Linked DNA regions of Cricetulus griseus: region 1 is linked to region 2. A link is a contact called in public Hi-C data. All regions are on one chromosome and are shown on one strand. Each heading gives the region's core, a stretch centred on a gene start, on an enhancer-like site or on the middle of the called end of the contact. The rest is flanking DNA. Distances are from core to core; before and after follow the strand shown. Region 1 has its middle 21 kb from the start of Tnnt2. Region 2 overlaps Igfn1 (immunoglobulin-like and fibronectin type III domain-containing protein 1).

The links. A called contact is a pair of places that touch in the nucleus more often than the background predicts.
Region 1: a Hi-C map of fibroblasts shows a contact between it and region 2, with 2.9 times the contacts expected there. The contact joins two enhancer-like sites. A contact is called at or near these places in 7 of 8 Hi-C or Micro-C datasets (the CHK-Q cell line, the CHL-YN cell line, the CHO-K1 cell line and 3 more).

Annotation. Positions count from the first base shown.
Region 1 is chr5:53,403,448-53,406,243 of CriGri-PICRH-1.0, forward strand. No RefSeq gene overlaps it. Among named protein-coding and RNA genes, the nearest start is that of Tnnt2, 21 kb to the right of the region's middle. Within about 2 kb of position 1,369, at least 1 of the 6 cell types and tissues checked has open chromatin away from gene starts, as enhancers often do. A contact at or near this core is called in fibroblasts, where this site is marked.
Region 2 is chr5:53,330,329-53,333,028 of CriGri-PICRH-1.0, forward strand. All of the region lies in intron 27 of Igfn1 (immunoglobulin-like and fibronectin type III domain-containing protein 1), which reads left to right. Among named protein-coding and RNA genes, the nearest start is that of Pkp1, 19 kb to the right of the region's middle. Within about 2 kb of position 1,428, at least 1 of the 6 cell types and tissues checked has open chromatin away from gene starts, as enhancers often do. A contact at or near this core is called in fibroblasts, where this site is marked.

The DNA.
Region 1 (2,796 bases), core at 119-2,618, 73 kb after region 2:
CCAGCCCCTGCCAATGCCACCAGCCCACCTGGGAAATGAGTGCAAGAGTCCATCAGGGACCAAAGCACCTCCAACAAGAACCTTAGCAATTGATGTGTGGGTGTGGGAGTAAGGGAACTAAAGCATCCCAACGTAATTTGTACAGGCTCACAGGTACTACGTGACAAGGTCTAAACAAATGAGTTAAGCAGTTCTCTTTGCTGGTGGTTTTAGAGAGAAGTTTCATATTCCTAAGCCAAGGCCTCCTGGACCATACCATGGCAAATCAGTACACAAGGAGAGATCTGTCTCTGCTAAGCCTGTGCCGGGAATGAGACCTTGTACGAGGACCCTTGGCATGTCCTTTGCCAGCCACATGCATGGGCTGGTGTAGGAGCAGGATTCGGGTGTCAGACAGGCACACAGCCTGCTCTGTTGTTCATGGGATTGGACATGCTCTCTCCTCTATCATCAGTCAGTCTGTACCGGTGACCGTACGATCCCAGACTGCCTTTTCAGGGATTGAAATTCTCACCGAACCAACAGTCAGAGGACTGCCCTTTGAGTAGCAAGCTCCTAGACAATCTCTGAAGGCTTCCTGGAGGGGCGGGCAGGTTAGAGTGGGGTGGCTAGGGTGGGAAAAGCAGAAGAAAGTAGAGTCAGGGCTACAGAGTGATGAGAAAGTAAGGACAGTATGAAAGTGCATCAGGTTCTGATAGCTGAGGCATCCAGAAAGTCAGGGTCCAAGCTAGGTGGTGGTGGTGCACACCTTTAATCCCAGCACTCGGGGGCAGAGGCAGGAGGATCTCTCGGAGTTTGAAGCCAGCCTGGTCTACAAATTGAGTTCCAGGACAGGCTCCAAAGCTACACAGAGAAACCCTGTCTGGAAAAAAAAAAGCAGAATAAACAAACAAGAAAGAAAGAAAGAAAGAAAGAAAGAAAGAAAGAAAGAAAGAAAGAAAGAAATGAAGGAAGGAGGGAGGGAGGGAAGGAAGAAAGGAGAGAGAGAGAGAGAGAGAGAGAGAGAGAGAGAGAGAGAGAAAGGGAAGTCAGGGTCCTTTGCAGTAACGAATAGGATGGGAGACACAAGTAATGCCTGGAAGACAGATGACAACACCAGATCCAGGAATTGGTGAAGTCTTTCACAGGCCCACATTGTGACAGACAGCAATGGTACAGGGACGGAGACCATAGCTAGGGTCAGTGCTGACTCCTCTGGTGACAGGTATGATCGGGCTCTGGGTTCCTCTCTTCAGGAGACATCTCTGACTTCCTGATGGGAGTTGGGATGTCATCAACATCTAACTTTTACCTCCTGTAGCTGGTTGGCTACACATAGCAGGGAGGCAAGGCAGAACAGGCTGACTCATCCCACCAGGACCGTCTTCCCATGACCTGTAAGTCCCAGGGGAAGGAGATGGTGGGAGGAGGAGCCTAGCTACAGATACCCTGTGGCTCAGCAGGGTGGGAGGAAATGGAGACCTAGACTGTGGGAAGCTACAGGAAGCAGGTAGTAGGGGGAAGCTCTACACTGTAGGAAGAACAGAGGAGATCAGGGGACACCCTCCACCCCGGTGATCCCAAAGATCACCGTGAATGTTCACATGGTTCCACCACGTGCTGTTTTAACCACCGATATTTACACAAGCTCGTTTAATCCCCACAAGAACCTGGTGAGGTCATTGCTAATATCATTCCCATTGTGCAGAGGAAGAAACCCAGACATAGTAACGCTGCCAAAGCCACTCAACAAATATGTGGGGGAGGTGGCATTGAACCCAGGAAGCCTGGTACCACAGCTTGTGTCTTTAGTGACTCTCCAGAAGAAGCTGATTCTGGGGAACATGTGACTGCTCCTCTCGCTGGCCCCCTCCCCTTGATCAAGTGAACAGAATGCAAAGCAGGCTGCTGGTGGCCAGGCCCAGAACACTTTAGGAATGACCGCTATCCCTCATGAAAGCTCTCCAGGCAACCTCTTCTTCATGACTGCCTCTTTGCCAAGTTCTGGCTGAAGTAGCCCCGGATTTATCCTAGATGGACCTCCTCAGATATCCAGCTGCTCCCACCTAGGGGCCCCAAATCTGTTCACCTTTCAGAGCCCCAGAACACTGTGTGTGCAACCTGTTCAACAAGAGGCCTGGACTCTATTATTCCTTATACCCAGCAAGCAGTCACTGAGTGTCACCAAGTGCCACTGTGTGCTTAGTGCACAAAAGGCCAATCCCAGTTCTGCTGTGCTTGCAGTCAAGTGGAAAGATGCTGTGAAGACAAGATGAGCCAGGGTAAAGTACAGCATGCAGCAGCAATGAAGCTCTGAAGGGAGCATGACAGGGAAGGGGACAGACAGATCGACAGACAAGCATCTGCAGAGCCAGCTCTGGTGGCCAGGGATGGCCTCCCTGTGAGCTGGGAAAACCTGAAGGTGAAGTTGGCCATGAGAAGTTTCATTTGTCCTCTCAGTGCCGCTCACCCTTCTGGGGCCTCGCCCTGCTGGACCGTGGAGAACTCTGGGGGCTCGCCCTGCCTGACTGTGGAGAACTCTGGGGACTCGTCCTGCCTGACTGTGGAGTACTCTGAGGGCTCGTCCTGCCTGACTGTGGAGAACTCTGGGGCCTAGTCCTGCTTGACTGTGGAGTACTCTGGGGGCTTGCCCTGCCTGACTGTGGAGAACTCTGGGGTCTCGCCCTGCCTGACTGTGGAGAAATCTGGGGGCTCATCCTGCCTGACCGTGGAGAACTCTGGGGTCTCGCCCTGCCTGACTGTGGAGAAATCTGGGGGCTCATCCTGCCTGACCGTGGAGAACTCTGGGGGCTCTCC
Region 2 (2,700 bases), core at 178-2,677:
CACTCCACCCAGCTCCTAGGCATAGACTGGAGCACTCCCATGGCCGAAGTCCTCCTTTCCTTTGGGTTCTCATGGCTTCCTCCTTCCCTCCTCTTAGATGCCCCTGCTGAGTGCACAGAATCCAGAAAGGCAAGGAGCTGAGTGTTCCACCTGCACTGGATGCTGACAGCCAAGGCTCAGGAGCCCAGGCCAGGAAGCAGGGGGGTGGGCTCTGACACCTGAGTGTGAGCAGTCCCCTATTCCTGAGCTGCAATCAACACACACAGTAGCTTCATCGTTACTTTCTGAATCCCGGTCTCACCAAGATTTGGAACAAGACATTTGATTCTCCTCCAATCCGAGGATGAGGCAGTTAAAAAGAAACAAGTTCCATCTTAAACAAAACAAAACAAAACAAACAACAACAAGCCTTGATTTTTTTTTTTTTTTTTTTTTTTTTTTGGTTTCCCTGTGGCTTTAGAGGCTGTCCTGGAACTAGCACTTGTAGACCAGGCTGGTCTCGAACTCACAGAGATCCACCTGCCTCTGCCTCCCAAGTGCTGGGATTAAAGGGGTGCGCCACCACCGCCCGGCACAAGCCTTGATTTTTATTACTTTAAAACTTCATGTTTATTTCACTTCCTGATTCTATGCTTATGTCTTTGACAATTTCACAATGACTTTTTTCTGATCCCCAATAAGGAGAGCACACTTGATCCTGTCACAGACACAATTAACACACACCACGTGCGCTCCAACCTTCTTTGTGTAACAGTAAATAATTCTCTTGCCAGGGGTTCAGGGCAGCCTGAATTTGGTAGATGTTGCACTGTAGGAAAGTCTACAACAGCATGTCAAATGCTGGAACATTCAGAGTGACTCTAAACGTTGCTTCCTCCCTTAAAGAAAAATGAAGTGACTTCTATCACTCTTTTTCCCTTTCAAACAATATTCGTACCTAAAACAAAGAGGATAATGGTGGAGCCACTCAGGTGGAATTGGCCTTGAGGATCTCATAGTCTCACTCTGCAGGAGCAACTTGCCTCTATCCTTGTAGCTCTAGACAGCTTCAGTGGGACCCTTGAGTTCCACATTAAAAACCACTCTTACTGAGAGAGTGGAGCAGGGTGGGTAGGCTCTTCCTTGAATGGCAGCTAAGGGGAAAGAGACCAAGTCTGCAGTGAGTGCCTACAAGGTGTGAGAAGTCTTTGGATTCATGCTCTCCTTAATTCCCATGACCATCTGTGAGCAGGTGTTCCCACAGTGTTTTATAGATGATGAAGTGTCTCTCGGGACAGAGAGGAATGTGCCTAGCATGACATGGCTGCTAACGACAGAAACCCAGCTCTCCCCAGGAATGTGTGCTCAAGATGAGGAATCTAACAGTGGAGGGAAGGCTGCTTCAGCTGTGTATGACTGCGGCGTTAGGAAACTGACATCATCGAACAGTCACGCAGCAAGCATTCCAGACATGGAGTGGGATGACAGTGTCATGGCGACATGGAGTAGACTATGACCAGTGACTGTTACCACCAGGAGGCTTAACTACTGCATTTTCTCCTCCCCAGGACAGTAGCCTGTGGGAACTAACCTTCCTCTAGGCAAGGTGCTGTCCAGGGGAGGGAAGATGGAGGCCTCTCCCTGTGAAGATCCTATGTCACAAGATTAGTGGGTGGCTAGATTCCTGGGTGGGATCCAAGGGCCTCATGGAAGTCACCTGGAGCTACTGGGGGCAAAAGGAGAAGCTCCTAGCACTGGAGTCTGGGTTTCACATGCTTTATTCTACGTGGGCGGTTCTACTCTCATCTGTTTATATTTTAGGGTTCCTGGATATGGAAAGATAAAGAACTCTTTTGGCTCTCTGGAGTCTCTAGACCTCAGGCTCTTCCAGCCTCAGGTGAGGCCTCATGCACATCAATGAAGTTAGTTCCCTCTGAAAAGCAAGCTTGTGAGGCCAGGGATTTTGTGGCCCACTTGCCATGCCTTCTCAGGCCCTTCACTGGGCTATCACTCTACATACATGTTAAACGGAATCATAGGGAGAGTATTTGGCATGTCCTTGTGCCCCTAGTTCTTTCAGAGACTGAGGTCCAGGGGGACTTGTCTCTGACCTTCTTAGTCGCTTCCCTGCTCACAAGGAGGCCTGTAATTGGTTTTCCTTCCTCTACGTAGAGCTGTATCTTATTGTGACAGGCGGGGCCAGAGAGCAGAGGGAGGAGAGGAACGTAAGAATAGCTGATTTGGATTTGGGGGACCAGAAAGAAGTGAAGAATTGAGAACAAAAGTCCTCCTACCACTGTGGAGGGAGCCACAGTTATTAATAAATTAATAAATTAATTAATTAATTTTTATTTTGCTTCTTCAGTCCGTATCCACCTCCTTGGATGGAACTCTTGGTTCCTTTGCATTAAAAATCTGTGCTGCCCAGTACCAGACATGGCCAAAGAGTCTGGATTTCAAACATTGTACAGGAGGAAAATGACATAAAAATTACAGTAACTTAAATGAAGTTTATATTGAAATATCATCAAATATTATCTTGATATATTGACTCAAATAAATATAATTAAATTTAAGTTTACCAGCTATTTTTTTTGCATATAGTCACTGAAAAATTACAAATTAGTGCATGGTTCACATTCCATTTCTTTTAGATCACCTTCAAGCATGGTCAGATGACTAGAGGCCAAGAAGTCGGGCAGGACTCGCAGCTAGTCACAG